2 separate regions of the Mus musculus genome follow, and region 2 is linked to region 1. A link is a contact called in public promoter capture Hi-C data. All regions are on one chromosome and are shown on one strand. The core of a region is the stretch at or near the end of the contact, and the rest is flanking DNA. Distances in the headings are between cores, read along the strand shown. Region 1 overlaps Nup210l (nucleoporin 210-like). Region 2 has its middle 13 kb from the start of Ints3.

Region 1 (2,700 bases), core at 65-2,564:
TCTATATATATATATATATATATATATATATATATATATATACACACACACACATACACACACATGCATACCTATACCTATACCTATACCTATACCTATACCTATACCTATACCTATACCTATAACTATACATATGGGGGATTCAAAATAGGATTTCTAATGTGTATGCCTGACTATCCTAGAACTCACTCTTTAAACCAGGCTGACCTCGAATTCATAGAGATCTATCTGACTCTATCTCCCAAATTTTGGGATTAATGACGTACCCTACTATCTGGCTAATAAATAAAAATGTAAAATCCTAGAAAAGACTGGGGATATAGGTCAGTCCATAGAGTCCTTGCCTGGACTGCATAAAGCCCTGGGTTCACTCTCCATACCAATACACCAGGTGTAATGGTGCAAGTTTATAATCCCGGGAGGTGAGGACATCCACTGAATAGTGAGTTCAAGGCTATTTTAGAATACAAAACCCTATCAAAGCAACAACAAAATCCAAAAGGCTAGAGGCTAACTCCTACAATCTCAGAACTCAGGAGGCTAAGATTGCCATAAGTTTGAAGCTAACATGGGGCACACAGTGAGATCCAGACCAGCCTAGGCTACAGGGTTAGACACTGACTTAATGAGAGAGAGAGAGAGAGAGAGGGAGAGAGAGAGAGAGAGAGAGAGAGAGAGAGATCCCTGAATGCAGGTGGTAGAGTCAAGCAAATCTCTGTGAGTTCAAAACCATCCTGTTCTAAATGAGATTCAGGCCAGCCTGGGCCACAGAAGAAGAGGAGACACAGGCAGAGATGGATGGCTAGGAGATGGATGGCTAGGTGGCTCACTGGTAAGGGTACCTACTGCCAAGCCTGAGGTTACCTAGACTCACAGGTGAAAGAAGAGAATAACTCCTGCAAATTGTCCTCTCATCTCCCTGGCACTACGGTGCATACAGGTGTGCACATACATTCAAGTAAATACATACATACATTCAAGTAAATTCAAGTAATTAAAAAGAAAGGAGTGAAGGAATCCATGAAGAGGGAGGGAAAGATGGGGACGACATAGTACACACAGCTTCGGGGTAAGTTGACCAGAGGCATACCAGGAACATCCAGCATGCACAGAAATGTCTGCCCCTCAAAATGTAGCCATCCTTACTTAACGGATACCTGTCACTTGCTGGCTTTTTTCAACTACTAGGTTGAGATCGGTAAAACCGTGTTAGTGGTTGTGAGGGTTCTTGGCTCGTCCAAACACCCTTTCCGGAACAAGTACTTCAGAAACATGGAAGTCAGGCTGCAGCTGGCATCTGCCATCGTCACCCTGAGGTGAGTGCCACTCAGTACCTCTTCTCTCCTACGATGAGAGTCTCCCTCCTCGTGGCCTCTCGGCTTCCCTTAGTTTAGTCAGATTGTTTTCTGTCCTTTCTGTAGTTTTCTTTGAACATACTCTGTTCTCTGTCAGTGTCCCTGGGAAGTATTCATTTAGGCTGGGTGCTGTGGTGCACACCCGTAACCCCAGCACTCAGGAGGCTGAGACTCAAATATCACAATTTTAAGGCCAGACTGAGTTATACAGGGCTCCCTCAAAAGTTAAAATAATGGGGCTGGAGAGATTGCTCAGTGGTTAGAGCACTGGCTGCTCTTCCAGAGGATCTGGGTTTGATTTCCAGCACTTGCTTGGCGGTGTACAGCCTGTTACAGTCTATAGCTCCAGTTCCAGAAGATCCAACACCCTCTTCTGGCCAGACACACAAGTGATGCACAGACATGCATGTAAACCAAATACGAAAAATAAAAGCATAAAATTAAATATTAAAATTAAAACATTCAAATCCCTAAATCACTAAAATATGTCATTTAGTTTAAGCACTAAAATATGCCATTTCTGTTTTTGTTTTCTAAAACTCTCCTTGGATGTTATATTCTGGGAGTGCCTTAACCTGGAAGGCCTTCAAAAATTGCTAACAAACTTTCTTGATAGTCTCCTTCAAAAAAGAAGGCATACAAGAATTCCCTGAGGGGGCTGGAGAGATGGCTCAGCAGTTAAAAGCACTGGCTGCTCTTCAGAGGACCTGAGTTCAATTCTCAGCAACCACATGGTGGCTCACAACTCTCTGTAATGGGATCTGATGCCCTCTTCTGGCGTGTCTGAAGAGAGCAACAGTGTACTCATATAAATAAAATAAATAAATAAATCTTAAAAAAAAAACAAAAAAGAATCCCCTGAGCACAGTGGCTTACACCTGCCATCCCAGCCTTGGGAGGTGGAGACAGGAGTGTGAGTTCAAGGCCATCCTGGATTCTATGAGATTCTGTCTGCTCGGGAATTTGGTCCTCGCAATGCTGTCGCTGTTCTTATCACACTTAATCCTTTCTGCCTGGAAGAAAGGTTCTGCTCCCCAGGAATTTGTTGTCATCGCAGGAAATTAGTCTTGACTCTGGAGATTCATTTTCTGGAAGGTTCATTTAGCAAGAATTAAAATACATTAAGCATCTTAGAAAGATGAATTACTGATCCTTCTCAAAACCTGACCTCAGCAGGGCTTAGTGGCATTTTTAATTAATCCTTTAATCCCAGCACCAGGAGGCAGAGGAAGGCAGATCTCTGTAAGTTCCATGACAGCCAGATCTGCATAGAGGGATGCTGTCTGAAACAGACAGACAACTGCCAGATCTTTCTCACTGGTACCACATGGATCTTTGCAGATTA
Region 2 (3,017 bases), core at 147-2,646, 270 kb after region 1:
TGGATTTCTGAGTTCGAGGCCAGCCTGGTCTACAGAGTGAGTTCCAGGACAGCCAGGGCTATACAGAGAAACCGTGTCTTGAAAAACCAAAAGAAAAAAGAAAAAAAAAACATTTAAAAAAGTTCTTTCTTTTTTAAAGTTATTTCTTTAGTTTTATTTTATGTGCATTGGTGTTTTGCCTGCATGCATGTCTATGTGAGAGTGTTGGATGCCCTGGAACTGTCGTTACAGGCAGTTGTGAGCTGCTATGTTGGTGCTGTGAACTGAACCCAGGTTTTCTGGAAGAACAGCCAGTGCTCTTTAACCGCTGAGCCATCGCTCCAGTCTTGCCATTTTTTTTTTTTTTTTTTTTTTTTTTTGTGACAGGGTTTCTCAGTGTAGTTCCTGCTATTCTGGAACTCACTCTGTAGACTAGGCCTGACCTATGACCCAGAGATCTGTCTGCCTCTGCCTCCCAAGTGCCAAGTGCTAGGATTAAAAACCTGGGCCACCGCCATCTGGCTAGTCATTGTAAAAACAGCCAACAGTAGCCTCACACCTGTATGTCTTGGGCCACCAGATTGCATATGGTCCTTTTCTTATATAATTCTACGTAATAAGCTCACTAACTTTGCTTCCCTTTGGCTTATCTTGAAATTCTTTCTTGTGGAGTAGTCAAGGATCTAGTTTTTATTGAATGGAGGTCCCTAAAGGGGAAACTCCTCCTGCTGCTAGTGACACAGCAGGGCTGTGTCCTCCAGCAAATGTAGTCTCACGCCCGCCCGCCCTCCTTAGTGACCCTCCTCATTCCCATTTTGTGCAACACCAAATTTATCAGCATCTCAATCCTTCATTTTAGTTGCGTTCCAACCCAGAGAGAGTAAATCTTCTTGAAAGGCATTTTTTAATGGTTAATTTAAAAGTATTTTCTTCGTCTTAATTTACAAACGTCTTTAAGGCCGCAAAATTGGTCTCTGCCATTAATTAGATTTCATAGATCTGTTCCTAAAGGTATAAATTATTTTGCAGAAATATTATTAAACGTACCACTATGAAAAATTACCGGAGCTGAGCTCTTTGACATAGAGAAAACAGCCGCTGGGAGTGGGGGAGGATATTTGTCTGCTTATGTCAGCTCTGTTTTTTCCAGGTCCTGGCCTTGCTGGAGCTGTGGGTCCTCCTACCCACAGCTGGATCTCTGCTGCGCCTTCCTACTCTACTGGCTTGCTTGGTCTTCCCTCCCCGGTCAGGGGCGTCATGTGATCTGATGAGATAGTGTATGTGAAAGCCTTTGTCAACTGTAAGGCACAGCCGAATGCCAATTGTTGCTTTTGTTATTACACAAACCACACTCCAGGGAAACCCTGCAGCCCTTCTCCACCCCTCCTCCTAACCCACTGGGCTGGACAACCCAGGAAACGCTGAGGCTAGACAGCCCCTCCCACATGGGCGGGAGCCCCCCGCTTGGGGGAGGGGCGGTCTTGCTTACCCTCTCCCGCCCCCTTCCCCTCAGTAATGGTTTTCCCAGTTCTTCCTGGCTTCTGGGGCCTAACTCCGGAAGGAAATCTCAGTTCCAGTGAAAGTTCTGGGGTTGCAGAAATCTACTCCTTTGGCGTCTCCACTGGGCCCCCTCCCAATCCCCTCCCCTCCTAGTGCCCGCTGGAGCCCGGCTGCCCCGGAAGGATCTGACCGGCAGTTTCCTAGAATTGTCTTGCTGGAGCTCCGCAGTCATCTAGCTCCCCACCCCCTTCCCTACCTCATCCCAGTCTCTCTTCCCCAAAGCCAGTCTCTCTGATGGCTCATGCCCGAGTATCACCTCCTAGGTCCCCATAGTTACATCATAGCCTCTCATTAGGGGGCTGTCTACAGTTCCTGGGAGGTGGAATTGAGCTTGGGAGCTAAAATGGGTACCAGGGCCCACAGAAAGTTGAGCGTGCTGTGGTTGCCAGGGCGACCATCTTTCTTTATGTTTCTCCTGAGCTTTTCATCCAAGCACCGACCTCATAAGCGCCCTCGCTCAGTAAATCACATCTGACCTTCAAAGCCACCTTTGGTGTATGTGGGAGTACTGACTGCCTGGTAGCCACATCTCTACGCCCCTGGGGTTCCACCCTACCTCCATGTTTACTTGGCCCAGTCTCCAGGAAGAGGCCTGTGGAGGTCAGGGCAGAGGCCTGTCTGCATTTGATGGATAGTACTGAAGAAATGTCTGGCACTTTCCTTCTCTGCGGGGGAAGCAAAGCTACACCTCTCCCTGACATTCTTGCCTGATTGTTTAGGAAGGTGTTAGGTGACTTGGGAAAGAAGGATTCAGACTTTGCTTGCTTATTATTTATTTATTTATTTATTTATTTATTTATTTATCGTTGACTGGTTATTATCCTCCAAACTTGATAGTTGAAAAAGATTTTTGGCCGGGCAGTGGTGGCGCATGCCTTTAATCCCAGCACTTGGGAGGCAGAGGCAGGTGGATTTCTGAGTTAGAGGCCAGCCTGGTCTACAAAGTGAGTTCCAGGACAGCTAGGGCTATACAGAGAAACCCTGTATCGAGGAAAAAAAAAAAAAAAAAAAAAAAAAAGGAAAGAAAAAGATTTCTACCTCTCCAGAATGGTGGACTTAGAGGCCTGGATCACCACACTCGACCAACTTATGCAGTGTCAGAGTTGGAGCCTGGGCCTTCACATGCTAGGCAAACATTCTGCCAAGTGCAGGGCATTTCCAGCCCTGTTGCAGGACACTGGGCAAATCCAGATTTGCCCATACCAGCATGGGAGAGTGTAAGGAAGAGGAGTGTCCTAACTCCCACATCACAGCTGAGTTTTGAAGGGATCCATTCCTAAGGGCCAGTCTGATGGCTCAACAGGTAAAGGCTGTTGGCAGAAGAGGAGAAATGAACCCTGAAAGTTGTCTTCCAACCTTCATATGTATGCTGTGAACTATGTGAGCCTGTCCCCTACAAATGCACACAAAATAAGGAAAAATCAAAAGGCTCCATGCTGGCCTGGAAAGATAGCCCAGGTGATTAAGAGCACTGGCTG

The links. Promoter capture Hi-C pulls out the DNA fragments that hold promoters and counts their contacts.
Region 2: a contact with region 1 is called in a promoter capture Hi-C map of frontonasal cranial neural crest. The contact joins two enhancer-like sites. A contact is called at or near these places in 7 of 39 promoter capture datasets (the C10 cell line, the HPC-7 cell line, cranial neural crest and 4 more) and 1 of 115 datasets of contacts at active chromatin or transcription factors (embryonic stem cells).

Annotation. Positions count from the first base shown.
Region 1 is chr3:90,173,142-90,175,841 of GRCm38.p6, forward strand. Nup210l (nucleoporin 210-like) reads left to right here. Exons shown (of 40, transcript NM_029937.2): 22 at 1,189-1,316; 23 at 2,697-2,700. Among named protein-coding and RNA genes, the nearest start is that of Gm24185, 24 kb to the right of the region's middle. Within about 2 kb of position 1,315, at least 1 of the 459 cell types and tissues checked has an H3K27ac peak or open chromatin away from gene starts, as enhancers often do.
Region 2 is chr3:90,445,270-90,448,286 of GRCm38.p6, forward strand. No RefSeq gene overlaps it. Among named protein-coding and RNA genes, the nearest start is that of Ints3, 13 kb to the left of the region's middle. Within about 2 kb of position 1,397, at least 284 of the 459 cell types and tissues checked have an H3K27ac peak or open chromatin away from gene starts, as enhancers often do.